2 separate regions of the Rattus norvegicus genome follow, and region 1 is linked to region 2. Evidence: chromatin contacts called from public Hi-C data. All regions are on one chromosome and are shown on one strand. Each heading gives the region's core, a stretch centred on a gene start, on an enhancer-like site or on the middle of the called end of the contact. The rest is flanking DNA. Distances are from core to core; before and after follow the strand shown.

The links. A called contact is a pair of places that touch in the nucleus more often than the background predicts.
Region 1: a Hi-C map of frontal cortex shows a contact between it and region 2, with 2.2 times the contacts expected there. The contact joins the enhancer-like site here to the promoter of Tshz3 in region 2. A contact is called at or near these places in 2 of 12 Hi-C or Micro-C datasets (frontal cortex and psoas muscle) and 1 of 1 datasets of contacts at active chromatin or transcription factors (oligodendrocytes).

Annotation. Positions count from the first base shown.
Region 1 is chr1:98,802,709-98,807,976 of GRCr8, reverse strand. No RefSeq gene overlaps it. Among named protein-coding and RNA genes, the nearest start is that of Rpl27al3, 110 kb to the right of the region's middle. Within about 2 kb of position 1,511, at least 4 of the 93 cell types and tissues checked have an H3K27ac peak or open chromatin away from gene starts, as enhancers often do.
Region 2 is chr1:98,521,857-98,526,860 of GRCr8, reverse strand. It overlaps Tshz3 (teashirt zinc finger homeobox 3), which reads right to left and starts at 1,277. Exons shown (of 2, transcript NM_001107506.1): 1 at 1,244-1,277. It overlaps LOC108349564 (a long non-coding RNA gene), which reads left to right and starts at 1,938. Exons shown (of 2, transcript XR_001835726.2): 1 at 1,938-2,806; 2 at 3,321-5,004.

The DNA of each region.
Region 1 (5,268 bases), core at 262-2,761, 280 kb before region 2:
CCCATACATTGATCCTCCAAGGATTCCAGGGAGGGTAATAGAAGTGTCTATTACCGGGTTAACCACTGATGCCCGAACGTAGACTGATCTGCATAAACGCTCTCTTCCCCCCCCCAACCCCCACCCCCAGACCTTTGATGAGAGTCTAATCTAGTGTTGAGAAGGGAGGGAGAAAAGGCAGGCTGCGATGATGAACAGAAATGCAAAGAAGCCAGCTGCAGAAGCCCATAGAGATTGGGGACTAACTTCTGTTGGGTGAAAAGGCTCATTGGGTTTGGGGGCAACGTTTTCTAATGCGCCCCTTGCTCAGCCCCCTGTTGCTTTACGCTCTATCCTCGTTTCCCCTAAATTGCTGGGCGTCAGATGGATGGAACCCCTCCCTAGAGATAGAAGCATTACCCAAGAATTGAAGTACCCACTTAGCAATTCCTATACGGGGTCAAGTGGGACCCAGGCTTTTTGAATGGATGCTGTGCCCATCTCCGGACCTAAGCCCAGTGCATGCTCAGGATGTATTCGTTGGACTAGATTCCCTCCCGGATTGTAGCTTCACTTCTCCTGATCACTGTCTCCCACGATCTTCCTGAGCTTTGCCTTCCTCTATTAGTATCTCCTCCTGATGCTGTTCGTTTCTTTTTGTCTTCATAGCGCGGTCACCCCTCCTAATGAACTGTGGCTTCCTCATTGCAAGATTGCCTGATTAACTCGTATGAAGCCTTCACAATATATTGCATACAATGTAGGCTTCATCCTCCCTCTTAACACAGTGGGAGAAAGAGAGAATGGGTGGATGGATTAATAGATTGGTGGATCAGAGTATGTTTAGAAAAATAGGTAGATGGGTATGTGTTTAGATGGATGGATTGGTGGGTGGATGGATGGATGGGTGGGTGGGTGAGTGAGTGTTTGGATGGACTGGTGGGTATGAGCTGGTTGTGTGTGTGTGTGTGTGTGTGTGTGTGTGTGTGTGTGTGTAGTTGGATAGATGAGCTTGGATAGATGTATACGTAGATTGGTAGAATATTTAGAGATGGTAAAATTCATGTACTGTTGCTTTCATAGCTCCTTACTCACTTGATGATCCCTACCCAAGACTCCTGCACACTGTCCTTCCCAGACAGAACTAAGAATCCTGAACCCTTTCAACTGCCATCACCAGTACCCAACTCCTTGCTGGTGCTGGGGCAAACCCTTTGCTCGGTTTCTGAGAATGGATGAGGAGACCTCCCTTCTGCCCTGGACTAAGCAGCTGTCATGCTTCTGTTGGGAAAGATTGCTAAAGGAAGCCTTCACGAGCCAGAGAGGGAACGAGGGGACTCCAGAGCGCCCTGAGAGCTTCCCACTGTGTCCTCTATATGCTCCATATTCTAGTTCCACGTTGTAAGTCCCAGTATGCATTGCGGGTCTCCATAGCTTCCCACCTTTGCTACTTGCCTGTGCCTGAAACACCCGCTTCTCCCCTGTCCAAACTCTGTCCACGGAGCTCTTCATCAGTTCCAACACTAGAGGTCATCTGTCCCTTCTCTAGGGGTGGAATAGTAACTAAATACTCCCAGGCTCCTCACTAGCTCAGCCAATTCTTCCTGTGTTTTGTTTTGGCTTTTGTGTGATGGGTTGTTTGGTTGATTTTGTTCGTTTTTTGTTTTCTGTTTGTCTATTGTTGGCAAGGGACAGAGCACGCCGTCCTGGCAGGTCAGAGGGGCGGGGCGGGGGGCGGGGCGGGGGCGGGGGCGGAGGGTTGTTCTTCCGTGTCCATCGAGTTCCTGCAGTATGCCACCTGATGTTCAGAGTATACAATGGTTTAGTCAGAAAAGGTTTCTTCACGGAGACTCTATGGATGTTTGTGAGCCATGTCGCCACACATGGCTCTGTAATTACAGTGACCTCTCCCTGGTAAAAGCTCTGATTACACCGTCTTAAAACTCCTAATAATCTTAAAAAATCAGAGCCTACATTTTTACCTTGTAAAAAAAAAAATCATTGGATGAACTTAGTATCCTTTTTCATTTCATTAAAAACATTTTTTATTGTTATTTATTTTGAAGATCTTAGACTCCAGGATAAGGGAAGGCGGCGACAGAATCAGTTCCAGAAGTGAAACAAGCTGCTTGATACCCTCAGGTGACTGGGAAAGGGCCCAGGCCTTTGCCATTATCTGGGTGTGTGAGCTGTTGGATGTGCTGTGCTGTCCTGCCCTTCCTGAAAAATGATGAGTTTTGGAAATCGGGGTCCTCTTAACTCCTCCCCAGCCAGCAGGAGTCAGAAGGAACACCCTAAGACAGGCACTATCTAGCCACCTCTTGTCCTCCTTGTCCCAACCTCGATTATGATTAAGGCCCTTTCTCCTTTCTGTTTTCGATGCATGCATCTGAGTCTTGCACAACTGACTCTAGAAAGACAACACGGGAGGTTCAGAGCCTCTAGGTGAACTTCAGACAATCACCACCAGGGAGCGTCCCAGCTCCGGGGGACAGTATTAAGGCAGGCCTTCCTTCCTTCCTTCCTTCCTTCCTTCCTTCCTTCCTTCCTTCCTTCCTTCCTTCCCTCCCTCCCTCCCTCCCTCCCAACCCCCCCCCCCAGTTTTGAGATGGGGTTAAAGGGTAGGCCCTGGCTGGCATGTAGCAGGCTAGCCTCAAACCTACAGAGATCCACTTGCTTTTGTTGCCCCCCAAGTGGATCTGCCACCATGCCCAGCTGGCCTTGGAAGCTTTGATGTAGATGCTATGGTTTTGCTGGTCTGAGGACTGGAGATAAGGCACCCTGTGAGCCTTCTCCACACAGGCCTGCAGATCTACTGTCCATTAACAGGCTTGCGTCTGTCTACTGCCTCCTTCCCTTCCTGCATGGGATAAGCTCTTGGACACTCATTTGCAGAAGGCAGCGATTCCTGAAGGTTTCTAGGGGTGCACAGTCTGCAGAGCCCATCCCTGGGGTTCGGTTCCTGCTTAGCACCCACTGAAGTGCTTTGTGGATTTCTCCCACTCTTGAAGAGTCAGTTGGCCACCTTCCACGGAAGACAGAAAACACACTGATCAAGTCATTTAGAAGCGACACACTCATGTGTGGGGGGACAGCTGTCATTGCTTCCAGAGTCCCTTCAGTCATCCATAGGCTCAGTCGTGATCCTTCACCTCCATAACAAGTCCCCAGGTACTACCCAGATACCAGAAACCTAGTGAGACCCAGTACTCAGCAGGTATACAGGAAGGATATTCAGAGGGAGGGAGAGGGACGGGGCAGGGAGTTGCCAGTGGCTATCTCAGCTGGGAGCGCTGTGCAGCTGAAAGGTGATCTCAGTGGCAATGTAATTATCCACCCAGGAGAAGAGGGGTCCCCTCTCATGGGACAGGCATCCATGTGAGGAGAAGGAAAATAAACTCGTTCTAGGTCAATTTAAAGGTTAAACGGAGGTCAGCAAGGGGGAAGCGAGGCATCCTCCTAGCCATAGAAGTCTCTAGGCCACAGACCCAGGTTTTTAACCTTTGGTTCTCACATCCATCTAGAGTATGTGTGTGTGTGTGTGGGGGGGGGGTGATGGTGAAGCAGATAATTGGGCGTTAGTAGGCACACCATCTTAGTAATCTCCGAAAATAAAATGAGAGAGTGATAGCGAATCCGGTGGCAGTTACTTTGGAAAGATAGTAATGTGTAATTCCTAGTTTCTCAGACTGTAACTTGTGCACTTACCACTAATTTCTCCACTGCACCAAATGCAGTGTGTACATTTAGTTTAGAATTTATCATCACCGTTTGTGTATATTATGCCGGCGGCATAATCCATCCTCATGAAGCTAATGTTGAGCATTAGCAAAATGGACTCGTCACCGATCCTGCCAGGCTCTGGCCTCAGATGCACCAGGAGCGGGTTCACCAAGCCACAGGGCTGGGTGTCCACACCCCGCCCTCCCCACACACACCCCACTGAGCAGATGTGGCTTTCTGTCTTGGTTCCTAACTACACGCAGGGTGGGCTGATATCTGCAAGTTGCTGGTGGTGTCCATTGTCTGTGGATGTAAAAATCAATGACCTACATAAGATTTTGATTTTGCTCTGGGAATTGAGAGGGAGGGAGGGATGGATGGACGGAGGGAGGGAGGGAGGAGGGGAGGGAAGGAGGGAGAAAGCCAGAGAGACTGCAGATAGAAAATAATGAAACCGTCATGTTAGAAATATTAGCATATTGGACTCAAAATATATATTTCCTCATTTGTTCCCCTCCCCCTTTGAATAAGAACATATCTAATTTCATGGTCATCTGATTAAAACAGTTAATTGTATTAATGTGCCATTGAGCTGAGAGCAGTGGTCATTTGGAAGTGGACGCTCACCCGGGCGCAGAGAACAAAACCCCATAGTTTCAAGGCTGCTTGGGAGCTGGGAGAACCCGGATCTGCTCTTGAAGCCTCTGCTCAGATTTTCAATCCCTGTTTTTATTTTCTTAAAAGAGAAAGAAGGGGGGAGAAAGCCTCAAACTGCTGATTTCTGCAGAAAAACCTGCAAATGAACTGTTCTATTAGGCACAAACATACCCAAGTCTTTAGAAGCCCTCTCTTCAAAAGCATAATTAGGTATTTATTTCAGACATACTAACATCTTTGCAGTAGCTAATAAGATGCAGCCCATTTGAATATTAATATAATAAATGATTAAATTAAACAGCAAGATTCAGACTCAGAAATAGCCTTTATAGGTCCCAGGGGGTCACTAAAACTGTTTCTATTTCTTTCTACAGTTAACATAGTACAAGGGACGGGAATGCATACGGCAATATTTGTCTTATGAAACACGGAGTTTTATATGGGGCTGCTCTGTTTTATTGCTCCACGGTTTGAGTCCGGGACCCAGAGTGAAGTCACCACTCGGAGGCATGACAGCCCCTCTTCCTGTGTGTCTCTACTCGATGACATTCTGGAGACGTTCTGTGGCTTACAGAGTCCTCTCTGAAAGTCTTCAGGCAGATAGGTGAATGTTAGATGAATGGATCATGCAAAAGAGAGAGAGAGGGAGGGAGGGAGGGAGGGAGGGAGGGAGGGAGGGAGGGGGAGAGAGAGAGAGAGAGAGAGAGAGAGAGAGAGAGAGAACAGAAACCAAATACGACAGAACCACCCAAGGTTTGTTTTGTGTGTCTGCATGGGTGTGTTTCTTGACTCCACTTAGAGCAATTCTGGTGTGTGGCGGAAGGACACACCCAAGAGTGTGCGTGTGTGTATGCAGAGCCAGCTATGCCAGGATGTGGGCAAACGCCATCCATCTCTCCACTAGGAGGG
Region 2 (5,004 bases), core at 28-2,527:
CCAGCAACCTGCAGAGCACCACCACTAGCCTGTATACCACCAGCACGTGGAACATTACCTCGGTGACCCTTCCTTCTTCCCTCAGCCCTCCCCTCTTTTTTCAAAAGGGAAGTGAAAAGAAAGAAGATTAAAGAAAAGGATTCCTAAGTAACCCTCCCCTTCGGGCAGCATCTGAGCCTCTGCACGTCTTGAGTGTTATTCATATCAAAATACATCACGTCCATATGTGGTCCTCTCTCGGCAAGCCGCCCCAAATCCCTGAAGTTGCACTGACAGGGCCCTCCTGACGTCACGGAGCTTGGCCTCACTATTGCAAGTGATTTATTGATGTTTATTGGGAATGAATAGATCAAAGGCACAGGCATGACGGGCGATCAATCAGTCATCAAATCAAGGGTGGCAACCCGCCAGAAACCCTTCTTCCAGCCAACGTGCCCCCAACCGACATTATTGCAAAATAATGTTCTGTGTGTGGGTTTTGTTTTGTTTTCAATGATTCTCTTTTCCAGAAAAAAAAAAAAATCAGCTCAGTCCTAACAGGAGTTGACGTTCCTGGCAGAAAAAGAGAGGGAGGGGGGAGTACTCAGATATGTCCCAGAACTAAGTGCTAGAAAAGGGTAGGGAGCAGCAGCGGAAAGAGAGGGAGGGGGGTAAGAAGACATTCACGAATGAAGGAAATGTCAGCATCCAACACTGACCTGACAGTCATCTGACAATACACAGACCCAGTGCACTCTGGTTTCCACCGCTGTACCCGGTTTGGGCCCAATAAATGAAGAATCAATCGAATTAGCAGTAAGGTGGCCAGAGGGATCCGGTAGCTCACGCTCGCTCGCTCTGGTCCCGGTAGGCACCGGGTACTGCCCGGGACAACGCGAAAGGTGTCCCAGAGAACTCAGGTGACCCCGCCCGCCCCCCACCGAAAGGCACCGGTTGGAGAGCGCTTCTCCGCTGCAGCCGGATCGGCAGAGGCGGGGACCCAAGCCAGCTCAGTCGTCCCCGGGAGGGTGTGCGAGCCGGTCGAGCGGAGAACATAGCGGGGCAACCGGGGGGCGCGCTCACCCGGGCAGGAGAGCCGCGAGCCAGCCGGGCTCCCGGAGTTACTCTGCGCCCGCAGAGACAGACAGAAAAAGAGAGAGAGGCGAGGAGTGCGGCGAGCAGCGCGGGGGCCGGCGGCCCAGAGGCGCGGCGGGAGCAGAGGAAGAGGAGGAGGACCGGAGGAGGAAGGGGAAGCCGCTCGTACCTGCTGCGCGCCGGGGCGCCTGCTGCTTCCTCCTCGGCATGATGCTTCTCCCGCGACTGCCACCGCCGCCGCCGCCGCCGCCGCCGCCGCTGCCGGGCTGAGCCGAGGGAGGGAGGGGCGGCGGGGGGGGGCGAGGCGGGCCTGCTCGCAGCCTCCCCCCCGGAGAGCGGCCGCCCGCAGGATGCTGCTGCGCCCCGGCTCTCCGCGTCCCCCCCTCGCTGCGCTCCGCCGCGATCCCCGAACGTGCGGAGGGAAGGAGGGCGGGCAAGGGAGGCGCGGGGAAGGAGGAGCGCGAGGGGGAGGAGGAGGCAGAGGAGGAGGAGGAGGAGAAGGAGGAGGAGGAGGAGGACCGCGCTGCCGGCGGAATGGGAAGTTTGACAAATCGCTCCAGAGGCCTGAGGAGGAGGGGGCGGGGAGGAGCGGTCGCCCTGCCCCCCCCCCGCCCCGTCCCCAGACGAGGTGCGCGGGGTTCGGGGCTGGGGGGCGGGGAGTGAAGGAGGAGAAGGCGGGCAGAAAGATGAGAGGAGGAGCCCCGGAGCGACCCCGGCCGGTCCTGCCCCGCTTCCCGCCCCCAGGCAGGGAGGTCAAGGCATCCGGGGGTGGAGGGGGGGGGCGCAGCCGCCGCCGCCGCGGCCCGGGGCTCAGCGGTCCAGTCTTCTGCCCACGGCGCGGCTGGAGCGGCGGCGTCGGCAACAGGCAAGCTTAAAGGAAAAGGAGATGATCGTGTCACTCGCCTGCCCGCGGAGGCGCCCCCAGCCTGGGTCCTGGCCCTGGCCCGGACGCCTGCCCAGGGCCCTCCGCCCAAGTCCAGACACCCGGAGCTAGCCCTCAGTCTCTGCCCCGAGCGTTCTCGCCGGGACGCGGGGTCCGCCCTTCGGAGCCTGTCCCGGGGCGCCCACAGCCCCCGCCCATCTCTCTTCCCCACCCCGGCTCAACCCCGGGCCGCTCCCCGCTGCCCCTCCCGGCCCGCACTCCTCTCAACCCACCGCGTGCAAAGCCCCAGAGCGCTCCACAACTCGGGATGGTACCCCTTCAAAGATGCCAGGGCCCCGGGGGTGCCTTGGGGAGAAGATATGCGGGTTGCCGTGGGTGTGGGCCCTGGGGTTCCTCTCCTGGGACCCACCGTGGCTATCTCCTTCCGTCCTCCCACCCCCCCGCCACAAACTTTCCCAGGTTTGTTTCGGGGGTAAGCGTGGGAGGGGTCACCTCCAAGTTTCCTTTACTGACTTTGGGACGATCACCGTCTCAGCACCCGGCGTCTCGCCCCCTTGGGCTCCTGGCCGCGCCCCCCACCCACGGCGTCGGAGGTTTCTAAGGCGGGAACGGGGGAGGGAGAAGAAACTCCGGCTCCCCTACCCATCCCCCGCCGGGGTGCGCCCAGGACTGGGGAGGTTGCCCCAGATGCTCCTGGCTTAGGGGCAGTTGTGGACGAAAGGGATTGATTATTGATTGGGTGATTGGGGTCGCAGAGGTTCCGGGCAGACTTGGCCGATGTGCCCCGTGAAGGAGGCGGCTGGAAGGCTGTGGTGGCGACCGGGCGACGTGGGCTCACTTACTCTGGTGGTGAGGGCGCGGGTGGGCTGGAATTCAAGCGGGCGACCCTCGAGCGGTGGCGGCGGAGCGCCAGCCAGAGCTTGAGAGGCGCGGGCGGCGGCGCATCGATGCGCTGCGGGCTCGATTGCGTCTCCCTGGGCCAGCTCTTAGGCCGGGAATGGGGCGGCCGCGGCGCAGCGGGCTCCCGGCGTCCGTGGCTGGGGTGGCCTCTGGGCCCCCGGCTCCGGGAGCAGCACTGTATTTCGGCGCGCCGGCTGGGGCCCTAGCACCCACGCGAGCCCCGAGGCCCACAGTCTACCCGAGGGCCAGTGCCCTGCGCCCCAGGACTAGCCGCCTGAGCGCACTGGGAGCTGCAAACCCTGGCCTTCCTTTCTTGCTGCTGCTTTTTTCTTCTTCTTCCTCTTATTTTAAACTTATTCTTCTCTTCCCTCTTCTTCAGCCCTCTCTCTTTTTCATGCTTTCTTTGTGGTTGGTTTTTCAAGTTTGTTTTAAAAGTTCACAGCGTGCTTTCTTTTTCTTGTAGACCAGGAGACCAAGATCTCACCCTACCGGTAAGATCAAAAGTCTCCGCTCGCCCCCGGCCGGCTGGCTTGGGCTGGGTCCAGACGCCTCCCTGAATGCAGATGTGTAGCTGCTGTCCTCCCGGGCTATAAAGCCGGCTCCAGTGCCCAGGCGCTCGGGAGTTGAATTAACCCGGCGTGGATCCCGGGCGGAGCCGAGAGCCAGAGGCAGGTTGCGGCTGAGCTCCAGTGCTGCATGTGTGTGTCGCGTACTCGTGGGTGGGTGCGCCTGGGGTGCTTGGTGCCTGCGGCCGCAGAGGCCGAAACGGCGTCTCGTCCAGGCCGGGGAGACGCGGGCTCCGGCGCTTAAAGCTTCTTTCCAGCGAGGAATCGGTGAGTCGGTTGGCCTCGCCGTTGGCCTCACAGTTCAGGTGACCACGGCACCCCTCTGACCTGGAGGAGGGTCGTTGTCCCTGGAGGCCAGACCCAGAAGGTCCGGGGCTCACATTCAAAGCGCGGAGAGCGCATTTAGGCACGCCGGCGGCGGCGACGTGCTCACAGCCTTGGGCACCGCGCACGGGGAGTTCGCCCAAAGGATGCTTCCCTCTCCCTTTGCTTCCTTTTGGTGCTCTCTCAACCTTCGTTCCCTCGCTACCCACCTCCACCCCTCATACCCTCGTGCAGTGGCTCAAGCACCGGTCCCCTATCGCCTGTCGGCACCCCTGCTCACCAGTGCCTAGCCCTCCCTGCTCAGGCGCCGCGCACTGTGTGATCCGCCCTAACATCTGTCCGTCCAACCATTGGCGCATCCATCAGTGTCAATGGGCTGCACATTGCAGCGACAGCCTGTCACGCACAACACGGGCTGTACGGAGTGCACACTGCGACCACACTTCCTTGCCCGGTGGGGCACTCAAACAGACTCGGCCGTTTTGGCACTGCCTGGATTCCTATTTCCGCTGAGTTCTTTTAGCTACATGCACCCATTCACCCTTAATTTGGGGGACCACAACATGTGCACAGCTTTTCAGGTCGTTGTACGGATGGAACATTGGAACATCGAAAGTGGGCAAGGTCAACCTACTCCTTATATTTCACTAGGATTTATCTTCCCTTCTGCTGTAAGGCTGGGTGTAACTAAAAGAAAAGGGTTCCCCAGATTCTCACCCAACACAAAGTCGACCCTGAATGCGGGACCTTAACTCCCTCAACCTGTGCTAGGTGCTGGGTTGTGGAGTCTGCCCCTTTGCATCTAGCAAGATTTCAACAGCAACAAAAACTTTGTATAGCCAGGGCTGACTGCTGCTTCCCAGGGCCTGACCTGGAGAAATGCCGACTAATGGACTCTCAGTGAGAGCAAAGGACTCTGTTTAGGAAGAAATGGCGTCTAGTAGTAGTAACTCTGAAATCCACGTGTCATTACAGAAAAAAAAAAAAAAGGGCAGGGCCATATGTTTGAGAAACCAGAGCTTGCAGATAGTTCGCGGCTGCGGAGGCTGCAGTTACGAGTTTTTCCTATTGTACTTCTTGGCTTCCGGCTCCTTCTGGATCTACTCAGATGGTAAACACATAAGCACAGGTGTTCCGGACGAGTCTGTCCCTCCCAGAGGCCTTTCTCCAAGAACCTCGGGGGAAGGGTATGTTCGGAAGGGGGTCCTACTCCTCTGACATCTGAATGAAGACTACCTAACATTTGACCTGATTTTA